Linked DNA regions of Clupea harengus: region 1 is linked to region 2. A link is a contact called in public Hi-C data. All regions are on one chromosome and are shown on one strand. The core of a region is the stretch at or near the end of the contact, and the rest is flanking DNA. Distances in the headings are between cores, read along the strand shown.

What was found. A called contact is a pair of places that touch in the nucleus more often than the background predicts.
Region 1: a contact with region 2 is called in a Hi-C map of head, with 6 times the contacts expected there. The contact joins the promoter of cxadr here to the enhancer-like site in region 2. A contact is called at or near these places in 2 of 2 Hi-C or Micro-C datasets (head and muscle).

Annotation. Positions count from the first base shown.
Region 1 is chr8:8,960,355-8,966,949 of Ch_v2.0.2, forward strand. cxadr (coxsackievirus and adenovirus receptor homolog) reads right to left here and starts at 2,772. Exons shown (of 7, transcript XM_012837768.3): 1 at 2,608-2,772. The coding sequence starts at 2,695. btg3 (protein BTG3) reads right to left here. Exons shown (of 5, transcript XM_012837756.3): 2 at 6,322-6,542; 3 at 5,773-5,910; 4 at 4,557-4,905; 5 at 3,843-4,425. The coding sequence starts at 6,494. The coding sequence ends at 4,153.
Region 2 is chr8:8,891,624-8,898,737 of Ch_v2.0.2, forward strand. It overlaps auts2a (autism susceptibility gene 2 protein), which reads left to right. Exons shown (of 19, transcript XM_042708451.1): 19 at 1-129. Among protein-coding and RNA genes, the nearest start is that of cxadr, 68 kb to the right of the region's middle. Within about 2 kb of position 2,923, the one cell type or tissue checked has open chromatin away from gene starts, as enhancers often do.

The DNA of each region.
Region 1 (6,595 bases), core at 1,522-4,021, 69 kb after region 2:
CTTAGCACCTGCTTACTAACCAGATTGGAGGGAGAGGGCTCCCAAACACACAGGAAATTACACACTGAACATGACTACCAAAGGGCACTGGACTAAGCAAACAGAAATCTCAAAACTCTTGTGTGGGCACTTTAATGTCCCTGCAAGTCAAAACTGGATGTTGCAAAGAGCTGGACTCTTCGGTGACGTAAATATTATTATTGGTGTGAAACTAATTTTATTATTAAACAAACTTTGCAATGCTGTTGTAATGATAATTACATTTTACTACATTGTGTATGGTGTGAGAACACACAAAAACACAGTAGGGGGGAGAGGAAGGAACTTCAACAGAACCACACAAACTTCACATCATTGTCTTCACTGTCTATGGCTATGACAAAGACATGCATTGGAGAAGTGCAATTGTATGCAAAGCCTGTCATTATTACTAGGGGTTTATCAGTGACCAGTGGACTGGAATGTTATTGTCAGTGGTCTGTCTCTCTGTCTCTGTCTATCTCTCTCTAACCTTAGTGGCCTTTTAAACTGCTAGCTACAACTAGTGCCAAGGCCTTATCTGAACACTATCTATATTTAGTTTCACTTCCGGCATAAAAGGAGAGAATGGATCGGTGTGGCAGTTTCTGCCCAATATTTTTCAGCTTACATCTTTCAGTTCTCCTTTTCGCTGTCAGAAGGCACACAAAAAAAAGGGGTACATTTAGAAACTGTAACTGCATTTTACAGCAGCCGTTTCATTGGCAATCAATATTAACAATCCATCTGCATCACATATAACCCTGAACACTTTGTCTCTCCATATGCCTTCATGCGATAGAGGACCATCTCAGAGCAATCAACAGATTTTAAACCAGACAGGACATGGGGCCAACTGAGACGACCCCTGAGGGTCTGTACCCAATTACGGACGGAACAGCTACATTGGTAGTGGTCGTGTTTACTCCCTTCCAAATACAATAATTCATCATGAGCAGAGGGAAATTTGGGTTACTACAAAACAAAACACAGATATGTATGTTGCACATGAACATTGTGTGGTCTCTATGGTGTTCCCATTACTTGGAACTGAAATGTTCCGTTTGCTGGACGCAAATCTGAACTGCTGATCACATGAAAAGGAAATGAAACATCTACCTTTGTGTTTGAACTACGAGTAGGAATAGCAAATAACTTGCTGGGGGAAAGGTATCAGATCTACATATAAAGACCCGTGGACTGTTGTCTTTAGGAGGGGTTGAAGGGGGCGGGGTGGGCTATTGGTCGCTTTTACTCTGGCAGATGGTAGACAAACCCGCCGCTCTTTGAAACCCGGTGAAGGATTTAAGGCGGATCAAGGCATTGTGTTAACTAGCTATCGGCGGCAAAACAAACTGTTGAAACACTCCTTCTAAAGATGGCCTGAATACCAATTAACTGAAGGTCACAAAACATTTTTCTCACAACTTAATACCAACTAAGTCTGATGTCTGCATCATACACGAACGATTTGCTGAGAACATTTCCCACGTAGATTACAGTTTGGGCGAAATAATTGGCAATTATAGGTCTTTGGGCTATATTCAATGTCATATTTTCCATAAACCTAACGTTAGTTTTATAGCCATGTGGAAGCTAGGTTCCAAGACTGAAGTATGTGATTTTTGACGCTTTAGATTTAGCATGAAATTCCACTAAAACAAACAGATTAACACTGACAACGAATTTTCACAGATAATGCCAGTTACGCCACATTCCACCCAAAACGATCAAATAAATGATCTAGCCGTGTTATAAGCCCAATATTAGGAATTAGCCTAATATCAAGTTTCCTTAACTCCTTGACGTTACACTAAAGAAACGCTCTCTCAATTACATGGGTTTGTATATATCTTTTAAATCCCCGATCACATTAGATTTAACGTTAATGTTTACCTGGCGTAACTTCAGTTTAAAATGTCAAATTTTATCCCAAGCATGACCTTCAGCCGTTTCACGTAAATTCGTGAAATTATTTCACTGAAATCCCAAAGACACAATGGGGGATTCACTGATATTGTATTTAATTCAACTTTCTTAATGTCTGCTAGCATGTTTTGTTGCCAATATCGATTTACATAAGACGTCGCGTTGTTTGAACAATTAAATAAAACATGGGGGTATATTAAGAGTTACTACGGAGGAGGCTGCCTAATAACGAAGCATTCAAGTTTCATCTCACAAGAACCAGTAACAATTATGTCAGTGCTGGGTCAACACCGAAACGTTAGAGTTGATGAACCTGTCGCATGGTCTCTGCTGCTAGCTATTGTGTCTTTACTACCTGTGGTAACATTATACAGCTAGCTCATAATCTCACTTGCTTGAGGAACAAATTCGGTGCGAAAGGGTCAGTAAATAAAAATACAAATTTGAATCAATTCATATACAAACCCACAAGAAAGACTACGTCTCCGGTCGCACAACACTAACTTTGTAACTCGAAAACCAGCGAACGTTACCGAACGTTGGTTAAGTTGTGGACTCGGAAGCTGGTACGTTAAGGCCAACGTTACTTCAGGAACATTACGTTACCTCAAATTGTGGGACATTCACCAAAGTAATGAAAAATAAATCTGAAGAACATACCTGCGGTGACTACTAATAGAAAGTAACAAAAGTGAAATGTCGTCAAATCCATCCCTTTTGGTTTAAATCCACGGGTTCTTCTTGGCATAAAACAACACACCAACTTCGATGCCTTTTCTCTCCGACCTCCCTTTCGTTGTATTAAAACTCCGCTCCCTCTCTGCCTCAGCAGGTGGATAGAGGCTGGGATACAGACACGTGATTTCCGGAGGGTACCCATTCCCATTGTAAAGTTTGTTTAAGCACAATGCACCTTGTACGCCACCTAGTGTGCATATAAACTGGACCTATGGTACGTTTAATATAGGCAACCAATTGTGTCATATATTATATTTCTATGAATCCCATACGTGGTGGCAGACAGTTTTGCTGTCAAAATGCCAAAACCCTGTCCTTCCTATAATCAACAAATATTTTGTAAGTCAGTCATAATAACAAAGAAAAAAGGACAATCTTGTATTTCTTCTTGTTTAAGAAGGGGTCTATTGACCTGCTTAAAATTGCTTTTTAAGGCCATGCTGCAGGCCTATGCAGTGATTAAGTAGGTAGGCTATGTATGGGCTCTTACGCATGAATCTAGATTTCATGGAAACCTAAACACTTCCCATTTTTGGACAAACTGATGAGAATACCACCACATGACCTTCCCATAACGAGATGACCAGTTTTACACACCTATAGGCTTTGAAAACCATAACCTTGTCAGAAGGCCACTGACTGAGTAGTATTGATGCCATTAGCATACAATCAAAGTGAGCCTTCTGTACAATAATTAATTCTGTGAACATATTAATACGGCACTGCAATATAATTTCACTATCAAAGCCTGCCATGTAAGAGATTCACTTGCTGCATTTGCTCATCCTGTTATCTGATAAAGCAACTTGGCCTCTGATCCTCATTAGCCTCAGAGCATTTCATTTTCAACATGGTGATCCCCAATCAAAGTCATTATTCATCATTACTCATTGGTAGTTTGGTAGTTATGACAGCTTTTTTGAATAATGGTTTGTTTCATTGCCCTCGGTCCATTACAATAGGAAGAAGACAGTCTCATTCTGCCTTTTCTGTCTCAGTATGTATGGTCTCTGACCTGGAAAGCTTTCAAATAGATCCCATATTTTTTATTTCAGAGCCCCTTTTGTTCTCTTTCCTTTCAAACTATTAATTTATTGTTCTGTGAAAACTAAAATAGAACTACAAAGTATAGTAACGAAAAGCCATCATGACAGATATTTCCCAACTGAACCTGTACAGGTTAGAAAATGCACGTTTATTTTCCATAATAGGATTAACACCATTGTGTAAATAAATACAATACTGTCTTTTAAATATTAGTTATTGACAATATACAGACCATTATCAAAGAACACTGATTGCATTAGACATTATACATAAATAATACAAAATCTGATTAATCAAAATACAAAACCTAATCAAGTACAATTCTCCAACAAGTCACCTAAAGTGCAAAAACATTCATGCGAATCGGACATACAAAACAAGTAGTGACTTCAATTATTTTTAAAAACGTATTTGGTCAAGTTACTTCAGTGGTCTGTTCAAATGCATCCTTCCTGCGAATCTTCTTTCATTTCCAGGCGAAGACCATATTGCTGCAGTTCCTCCACGGTGAGATCGGGCAGGACAGCTCCACATAGGATTGCGGTAGACCGGCCTCGACCAACTATGAGGCCTGACCGGAGGAAAGGGCCTGACACGTGGGTTCAGCATGAAATAGGGTCGTGGCTCAACAGGAGATCTCACAGGTATTCTCCATGAGAGTGCTGCCAATGGTTGTGGACCTGGGTAATCAACCTTGAGAAAAACAAATGAAAACACACACAAACACACACACACTCAAATTTCACCTCCATACCAAAGAATAATTGATGAAGAGGTAAATGACACATAGGCTTTGTTTTGGATGCAACTTTCTCTCAGTGTACCTGCATAGGAGGACTTCTGTTTTGAGGAGGTGTGGTGGCACCACCACGCCTATTTGGGGGTGATGAAGTGGCACTGATACTATTGTTGTCAGGAGAAGGCCTGGCACAGAAAATGTTTTTAGGAGAAGCAGTGCCATAACCACTGTCCCTCTCTGGAGGAGGGGTAGTGAAAGCACTGTCATTCTCAGGAGGTGGGGATATACAGACACCATCATCATCAGATGAGGTCTCCGAATGATAGTCAGAGGTGACTCTTTCCAGGGCACTTCTCACTTTCAGCAAGACATTCTCATTATCATCATCTCCAATGAACCTTGCAAGAGTAAAGGGTGGGGTGTCTTCACTGTACCTGAGAAGAACAGAACCAATTTGATTTATATTCTCTCAGACCGAAGCACCACTTAAAGGGCAAATCTGACAGTTTTTGACCAAATATATAATTTTTCAACACACAGCTTTCTGCATCACTTTATTGCAAAACAACTACAAACAGATGCTGCAGGTTGAATCTACCATGAAGCAACCCAAGACGCTTTACTAAAGCAACCATACCATGTCCTTAAATAATTTAAACAACTCTGCTTTGTTCTCTTCCATTCCTGTTACAGAACCTATGGGATCAGAATCACTCTCAGTGCATTTGGGTTTGCATGAGCTTTTCATCATGTAATTTTCAAAGAACATAAATGTTTTCATCAATTACTATGCTTGATCTTCATGGAAACGGTCATAACCTCTTAAAATAAAAATCATGATCAGAGGTCAAAACAGAAATTGAAGGTACAATATGTGGGACTTTATGGCATCGAGTAGCGAGGCTGCACATTGCAACCACCTGAATACGCTTCCCTTTCCAAGCGTGTAGGAGAAGCCACCGTCGCCATGAGGTGCCATAAATAAATATGTCAAAGGCCCTCTCTAGCGCCAGCATTTTGGTTTGTCCGTTCTGAGCAACTGTAGCTACATTGTGGCGCAACATGGGGAAGATTTAGATACGAAGGGCTCATTCTAAGTTAACTAAAACACAACAATTCTTGCTAATGGTGATTATACACCAATGAAAACATAATTGTGAATACTATATTCCGTTTCTGCCAACAAATCACCCTAAATCATCCATACTGCACTTTTAAGATCTATGACAAATAATACTCACAATGTATCCCGCACATCCCACAAAAAGACAAGCCATATATCTATGTGTGTAAGGACTCACCTGCAACTGACCTCTCCTGGATCCACCCAGAGGGTGAGCTCTATAGGCAAGCCTAAGTAGCAGTACTGCACGCCACTTTCCTGGCAGGCCAAAAGCAAGTCAGCATCCTTCTTATGGTGACCATTGACACGAATACACCTGCACAATCAATGATCCATGTGTTGATAATATAGTTTAAAAGATATAAATGCTCCAAGACCTGCAAACAAATGATGCCATTCTTGAGTAGTATGATTTAAAAAACATGTTTCTCACTTAGCTTAACTTTATTCATATTATTTTATTTCAGGTGTTTCTCCTTCAAGTATTCTGGCATGAAAACGGAAAGTGCTGTTGTCAGAACACACCTGAAACTAAATGTAGGCCGCACGTTTTTATGTCAAACACTGTCATTAGGCTACTGTTGTACTTCTAGAAGTATTTTAAGCGAAAAAAAGATAGCCTACCAAAAAATTCCTGTAAAAATGAATCTTCAATTCATACACGAATTCACAGCAGTAGCCTAATTATTGATCTGGCAAGAGTAACATCTAGGCAATATAACTTCACCTAAACGCTTGGCCTTTTGTTGGGTTCTCTGGGTACCAATGACCTTTGTACTTCTCTTGTAATAGAACTATGAGCCGTTCTACAAAGAGATCAACTTGTTCCGAATTCAACTGGTCAGCTTTTTTAACCAGATTTTTCAGGAAAACCCCTGCCGCTTGGATTTCTTTCTTCATACTTAGGAAGACCTGAAAACTTTAAGTAGAGCAGATGTTGACCAATTCCTGCAAATAAAAAGTACATATAGTGATTAAAACAATAAAAAGATGAAAAGCTG
Region 2 (7,114 bases), core at 1,673-4,172:
AGAAAATGAAGTCCTTTCTAGATCATGTACAAAATGAAAAAAAAGTGAAGCGACTGAATCTTCAGCATGCTCCTCATTTAAACTTGTGTTATGTAAATTGTGCCATGTTATTAAAAAATGTGAGCTAAACTGGTCTTGCTGGTTTTATTGAACTCATTCAGATATCACAGAAATTGCACAAATGAATCGACAAACTTTCTGTCAGAATGTTGTACACAAACATGGTCTGTGGTCACAAACATCACAATGGCAAGTTCCAGTGTTGTAGCTTGATATTATCCCCCTCATACATCAAATGTGTCAGTATTTCTGTCCCATAACTTCAAGGACGAATTCTCACATGAACAAATTACATTGATTAAAGCTCATAGGCTAATAAAGATAACTGCTAGACTAAGATGATCCGACAGTGATCATGAATGAAAGTGATATTGTGATGGTGGTGTCACAATATATTCTCTTAAATATAGTGATAAATCCACTTAGTGGTACTGTTTGAGAAGACAAATAATAAGTTGTCAAGACAGTTTTCAGTGGAAATGTTATGGTAACAGAACAGTGGTCTGTTTTTAATTCTGGACTAAACGGTTCATTGTTCTGAAATAAAATGTGAAAAGTAACTGCACTTTATGACGAGAGCAGCAGAAAGTAAATACAGTTCTAATACATATAGAGCTTATAGCATATAACTGGTGAGATAGGATGTTTAATAAGAAGGAAGATGTTCTAGACTTAGCTACATGTTTACATCACCTTAGAGACTGGACAGACAAATCAAAAGAAAGACATCAATCAAAGCAATTTATCTTACCAATAGAGAACAATATCATGTTGTAATAGTGTGATTAGAGTCCATATAATTAACTAAATGACGGCTAATATCATGTCACAGATTTAGGGTAAAGCACTAGAAAACTGTCGAAGAATATTTGACGTAGGCTACTTCAATTAGTTGGGACTGGAGTCTTAGAAACAGTTACTTCTTAGACTCCTTAGACTGACTAAAAGCAAGATGTAACTTCAGTTTTATTTATATGGATGTTTTGTGTAATTTACAATACGAAGGATATTCTTTTTGATAGAAAACTTGACGGATAAACTAACTTCTATTGTCCATTGTGACCCACCACGATCCCTTCACCAGCAGATGTCGCCAAAGCATCATGGGATGGCAAACATAAATAATTTGTAATTCTATTTGTATCTAAAGTCTAACTACGAGTGTATTCTATTGATATAAGTTGATTATTTCAAGAATAAATGCAGACCAACATTATAATGAATCCCTAAACAATACAAAATAGTTTCTATCAGCAAAAATGTTGTGCTGCACAGCGGAGCTAAGTTGTTCCACGGATGAACACAAGATGGCAGAAAGTATGTGATTTAGACGTGTAATGTAGGGTCTGTGCGGACTAAAAAAAAAAACCTTTGATAAAGTATGGCTAATTTCAATGCAAATATTTGATACTTTTCGTAGTATACTTTTCGTAAATATCATGAACAACAGCATATGGAGACATATCTTTTTTCAACACATTTTCAAAAGTGGAAGGTAGCCCAGCTAAAAAGGACATATCTGTATCTAGACTTTTTAGAGTAACGTTCAGAGTTCAGAGAGAGCAGAGAAAAAAAACGGTCGAACTGTCGAGTTCAGAGTCAACAACAACAAACAAACGTACAGGTCCGGTCTGTCTTGCTTTCGTGTGTGTGTGTGCGCATGTGTATGAATAATATGAAACTAAAGAACCTTGGTGTGCACTGGAAGGACATGAGTTCCTATCACTGCGCATTTCCCTACAGAGGTAAAGAAATCATCTATGCTCTTGTAGTTCATCTGGTACTGCAACATTACAGTACCTGCAATGTCAAGCTAATGCTTGTAATTTGCAGGGGACACATCAATATATAATACAGGCTACAGTATCTATAAATAACTAGACACAATAACTGAACTGCAAGTCAGCTGACATTAAAGCACTGCTACTCTTTAATGTGAAAAGGTAGATGGCAAAGGAGGCATCATATACTTTTATTGAAAACATGGTGTTTTAGAAACAAAGCAATCCCCTCATATGTTCCCGGTTTCCGATTTCCCTTCATGAGGGAATTTTTATTTAAGGCTTGTTTTTAGAGCAACACTGAAACTTTCCAAGAGGAGAAAAAAAAATATTTTAGTCAGACATCAAATTGCTTACTCTCCTCCCTATCAAGCAGATTAGGTGGAAACACTCACACTGTCTCTCTCAGCATTTATAATCACGTTCAAACACAGCACACTCCCACTCTCCCCCGTTCCAACATGGTGATGATGCCTATTTATTGTTCTAAGCCTTGCTACTGGCTTTAATCTACCGCATAGTAAATAGGCTGATGTCATTTTGACCACGCTGTTCTTATACAACAGCAGCCTTATAAATAACTATTGTCTATCTGATATCATTATACTGTCTATCTGCTTCCGAAATGTCACATTAACATGTCATTTACCTAATACACAATAACCCAGACTTTAAAATGACGCTAAACCACTCAGACATCAAGCATATTCTGGTCAGGAACATGTCCATTATTAATGTTAACAACCACTATTAAATGTCAAGGTAGATCTCACGATTCAATCCCAGAGAAGTGCAAGTCAGACCTAACCTGTGTGAATACCATTCTCTCTCTGGGGAGGTATAAACTGCCTATATCTCCTGAGAGGTTCTTGTGAGAAGACCCTCAGAATAGCCCTGCAGCTCTATTGATTTTTATGTTCACTAATATGTGACCATTAAGCCTGGAGCCATCATGTCTTACACGAGAACGTAGTCTTGCGCGAGCTAGAATCACGAGCACAACTTGCCTGGCTGAGAGGGTGGTCTGTTCTGTGTTCTCACCCAGGCTCTTGCATGACAAGCGGTTCTGCCGTCTCTGATAGGTTGAGTGGAGAAAAGAATGCTGCTGCTTCTGTTAGTGAACTGCTGCAGCACCAGTGAGACCTGAGGACTGCATTGCCAGTGTTTCCTGACGCTCATCCATAATTATGTTCTCTATGTGCACATCCAAAGAAACTTAACAACACCAACACAAGCTCAGCTGTGTTCTTCTGTGCAACACAACAAACCTTTAAGTAGCATGATTGGCAGGTTCTTCAGATGTCCAACCATGCTGATCTCTCTCCTTTTCTCTCTCCCTCTCCCTCTTACTGTGTGAAGGACCCCAGCGCCACCACACCGGCATTCAGACCAACCGCATGGCCAGATCTCAGAGCCAATTACTAGCGCCTATGTCTGCGGCCTGACCCTGCCTGTCCCCCGGAGCCATTATCCCAGCATATAAACAATCTACGGCCCCTCTCCGGAGGAAAGCCAAATTATCTGCAGCGCTCCGACATATCAACCCTGGCCTCGGAGCGCCGCTCGGAGCCGCGGATGATGGCTAGGTCCTGGGGGAAGAGCTCAGTGTCTGATGCTGGGCACGAATGCATGTGTGAGGTATGGAGAAGGGCACTCTAATTGCCCAGCTGGAAATAGCTCTGGGGTGCGATTCTGTCATCTCCAATGGGGGCTATGGCGAGCGATCGACAGATAAAGAACGAGAGGTCGGGAGACGACGAGCAAGAGAGAGGAGGAGGAGGCCGACGGAGAGAGAGAGGGAGAGAGCTGGACTAAATAAGTTGTGTGACCTCTGCTCTCCCAAGGGAGATGTTTGATGATGGTCTTGCACTCGCACACACACATACACACGCTCACACACACACGCTCACTCACACCAGATACATCACCGCCATTTCCATGGTAATAAAGGAGATGACCCCAATAAGACAAGGAGAAAGACTAAAGACTGAAAGAAGAGAGAGGGGGAGAAGAGTGTGTGTTGGGGGGGGAGAGACCTCATCACGGCCAACACTCAAGGCTGCATCGGACTCGTATTTCTAATTCATTCCACCATCACCATTGCACTCCACTGTGTGCTGACTACCTGTAATGGAATCCAGAGGAGGCTGAGATTAATGGCCTACAAAAGCAGTGAGTAAACCTCTGTAAACACACAGCACAGCCCCCCCACCCCAACACACACACACACACACACACACACACACACACACACACACACACACACACCCTCCCTCAAGAACCTCCTGCCTTGGCAGGAGCCCTGCTTTATTTTTCAATCTGACATTAGACGATGTAGATTAGGAGCAGACGCCACTGACAGGCAGTTGATCAGAGGCAGCCACTCACTTTTCTCTCCCCATGCTGGGACAGAGGCAGGGGGGGTATTAAACCCCTTCACCTGCTGAGCATGTGTCTGTCTGTGCATCTTTGTCTACCTCACCTCCTCCGTCCTCTTACTTACAGACACAGAAACACGTGCACACGCTCTCACAGACACACCTTCAGGGCCATCTCTCCTCCTTCCCTCCCCATGAGAAATATGGCTGAGGCTCATTTATAAGGTGCATGATGTCACCTCACGCACACACCAAAGTCATTCTGGCAGATGCACTAAGTGCTGCTTTAACAGCACCTTGCATAATGCTATTTAATGGATTTTCATTTATTCTCTTTTTTTTGTGTGTGGGGAAGAAATGTAGCTGCAGGTGTAAAAAATTCACCACTCTGATCCCAATTGTAGAACCATATGCCATGGTAACACACAAAATATATATTTCAATTGACTGCATTCCTTTCTTCCCCAAGGGACTTTGTTTTAAAAATAACTGGTGGCAAGTACAGCAGTGGCGTAAATGAGCACCAGAGGAGGTCAAAGGTCATTCCTGTCTCCTCAAAGTAACAGGCTGGTGTAACAGTAGGATATAACTACACTCCAGTTCTAACGGTGAAGACTGGGAACTGACCCAGATATGGAGGCAGCAAAACCACAGCGCTTCAAATATGGGCAAAAATGGGGTGGTTTTTCCAAGGGCAGACACAAATCCCCTCCTACTCTTATTTGCTTTACAGGAGGAATGCGGAGGTGTGGAAAGGCACGGGAGGGGAGAGAAGAGACAGATGACATCCTAATCAGCGCCAGCACCCTCTGAAGCACGGTGTGGGGGGTGGGGGGCGGAAGGGTGCTCTCGTTCCTCTCCTGAGAGCTATCACGTTTCCAAAAACAGCTTGCAGCTCCTTCTTCTCGGCGGGATTACTTTTTGCTTTCTTGCCGCAAGAGGAGTAGTTTGATTAGACCGGTGCTCTTAGTACATCCTTTTGTCAGCAGTGAGACATTTTGCGCATACAAGATAAATCGTTTCCCTCACCGAGCCTGCTCAGAATGTGTACAACCTGATAAGGTTGCCTAGGAAACCCTCGTCGACAGCCAATAAGCAGTTGCCCCCCGCGCCGTCTTCCCCATCAAGCCCCACTACCTTTCTCCAGGATTTGAGCAAACAATTAATTCCTTCAGTAGGGAAATGGAATGGGGGAGGGTGACAGTGAGGCGTGCAAATCCCAGGTTCTTAAAAAAGGCCGGGCCATGTTCTCCCCTTTTGCTCTGACGGTCTGAGGACAATAGGTGGAATTAGTTAGAAAAGGTGTCTCCTTATTTGTGGCGGATTAGTTCGCTGTGTAAATTAAAATTCAAGCACGAAGGAGGAGAAAAAAAAGGTCTAGTTAAAAAAAAGTCACTTAAGGAAGATTACAAGATGATACCATTACATTCCCCTGGCATCAGCAATTTACGGCCCACACTAATGTCTTTTTGATGACGGTTTTGAGGGCACACTGTGCGCAATCGCTCAATTAACACGTCCACTTTGTTATGCGATCATTTACGCAGAAATTCGAATAATGGCGGCATAATGATTTCGCCCAGCTACACAAACATAAACTAATGGCAGAACTATTCCAAAGGGTCGTTAGTGTCCATGGCTATTCTCAAGCCATCGATCAGTGGGCCCTACTCCGGGGTGCTATTCATTATTGACAACTCAATTATGTCTATGGGCATCTGCTTCATTGCAGCTTAATCCATTAGTCAATTTTTAGGCCACCAGTCAACTGTTCAGAAACAAAATGGCCATTTGCCATTGATCAGACCCCCAGGGCAGAAGAGCACGGCCGTCACTGATGATGAACACAGTGGCATTCTGGTGAGACTTGAATTAGCCACAATATTCAGAGGAAGGAACAGCCACAGCTAGGGAATGAAGTGCATTGAATTAGGCCTACAGAACTGACAAAAACACAGCTAATTTAAGTTCAAATATAACATCCAACTCTGTCTAACTAATCGATTTGATTGTAATCTCTCTTTGGATAAACTGACCTCCCTATCTGTGATTCTGGGTGCCTTGTGTCAAAGAAAAAAAGCAACTTTCAACTTGACAGTCTTTATAATTCCAAAGCACATTTGCAACAATGTATTTCTACAAGGAAACACACCTCTACGATTTCTGCTACTGTTTAGCCCATTAGTAGAACCTTGACATCGACGATGATCAAATATTAACTACAGAGGGGGGAGTTGAGTTTTAAACCATCAACTGTTCGTGAGTAAATCTCTACTGACGGTATTCTCTTAGCAGAACTCATGATGAGCATCCACTACGATAGGAAAACAACTCACTGACTCACTCGGACTGAAGGCCAAAGCCCTGAATCAGCGGCGGCCATGGAGCAGTTGGCCAGGATGTGGAGATCGGCACATTGGATACCGCCCACACATACGGTGAGGCTGTCCGATAAACCAGCCTCCCGATGACTGATCACCTGCTCGGCTAACGACTGGTCATCGGCACCCCAGCAATACATGCAAGTACAATAGCGGCTGGCTATCTGCTGCAGGTAAAATCGCCCAGTCGTGGAGTCTGTTTGATTAAGCGGCCCCAAGGGCACCGCTGCTTAATGCAGTCGGATGGAGCCGAACATCAGTCGTTCTGCTGCTGCTGTAGCTGCGGTGTCCAGCCTCCAGGCCCTAGTCATTGTCGTCGACACGACACCACTCTCTCTCTCTCTCTCGCTCTCACGGCTCATTGATTAATCGCTGTCATTAGGCGGGTAGAGTCACCTCACCTGGAGTTAGATGTGGAAATCGGTGAGAGATTAAAATTAATCACCCCGCAAAGCCACTGGCTTGCACAGGGGCTAGAGAGAATATGCAGACTGCTGAGAGAGATGGGGACGAG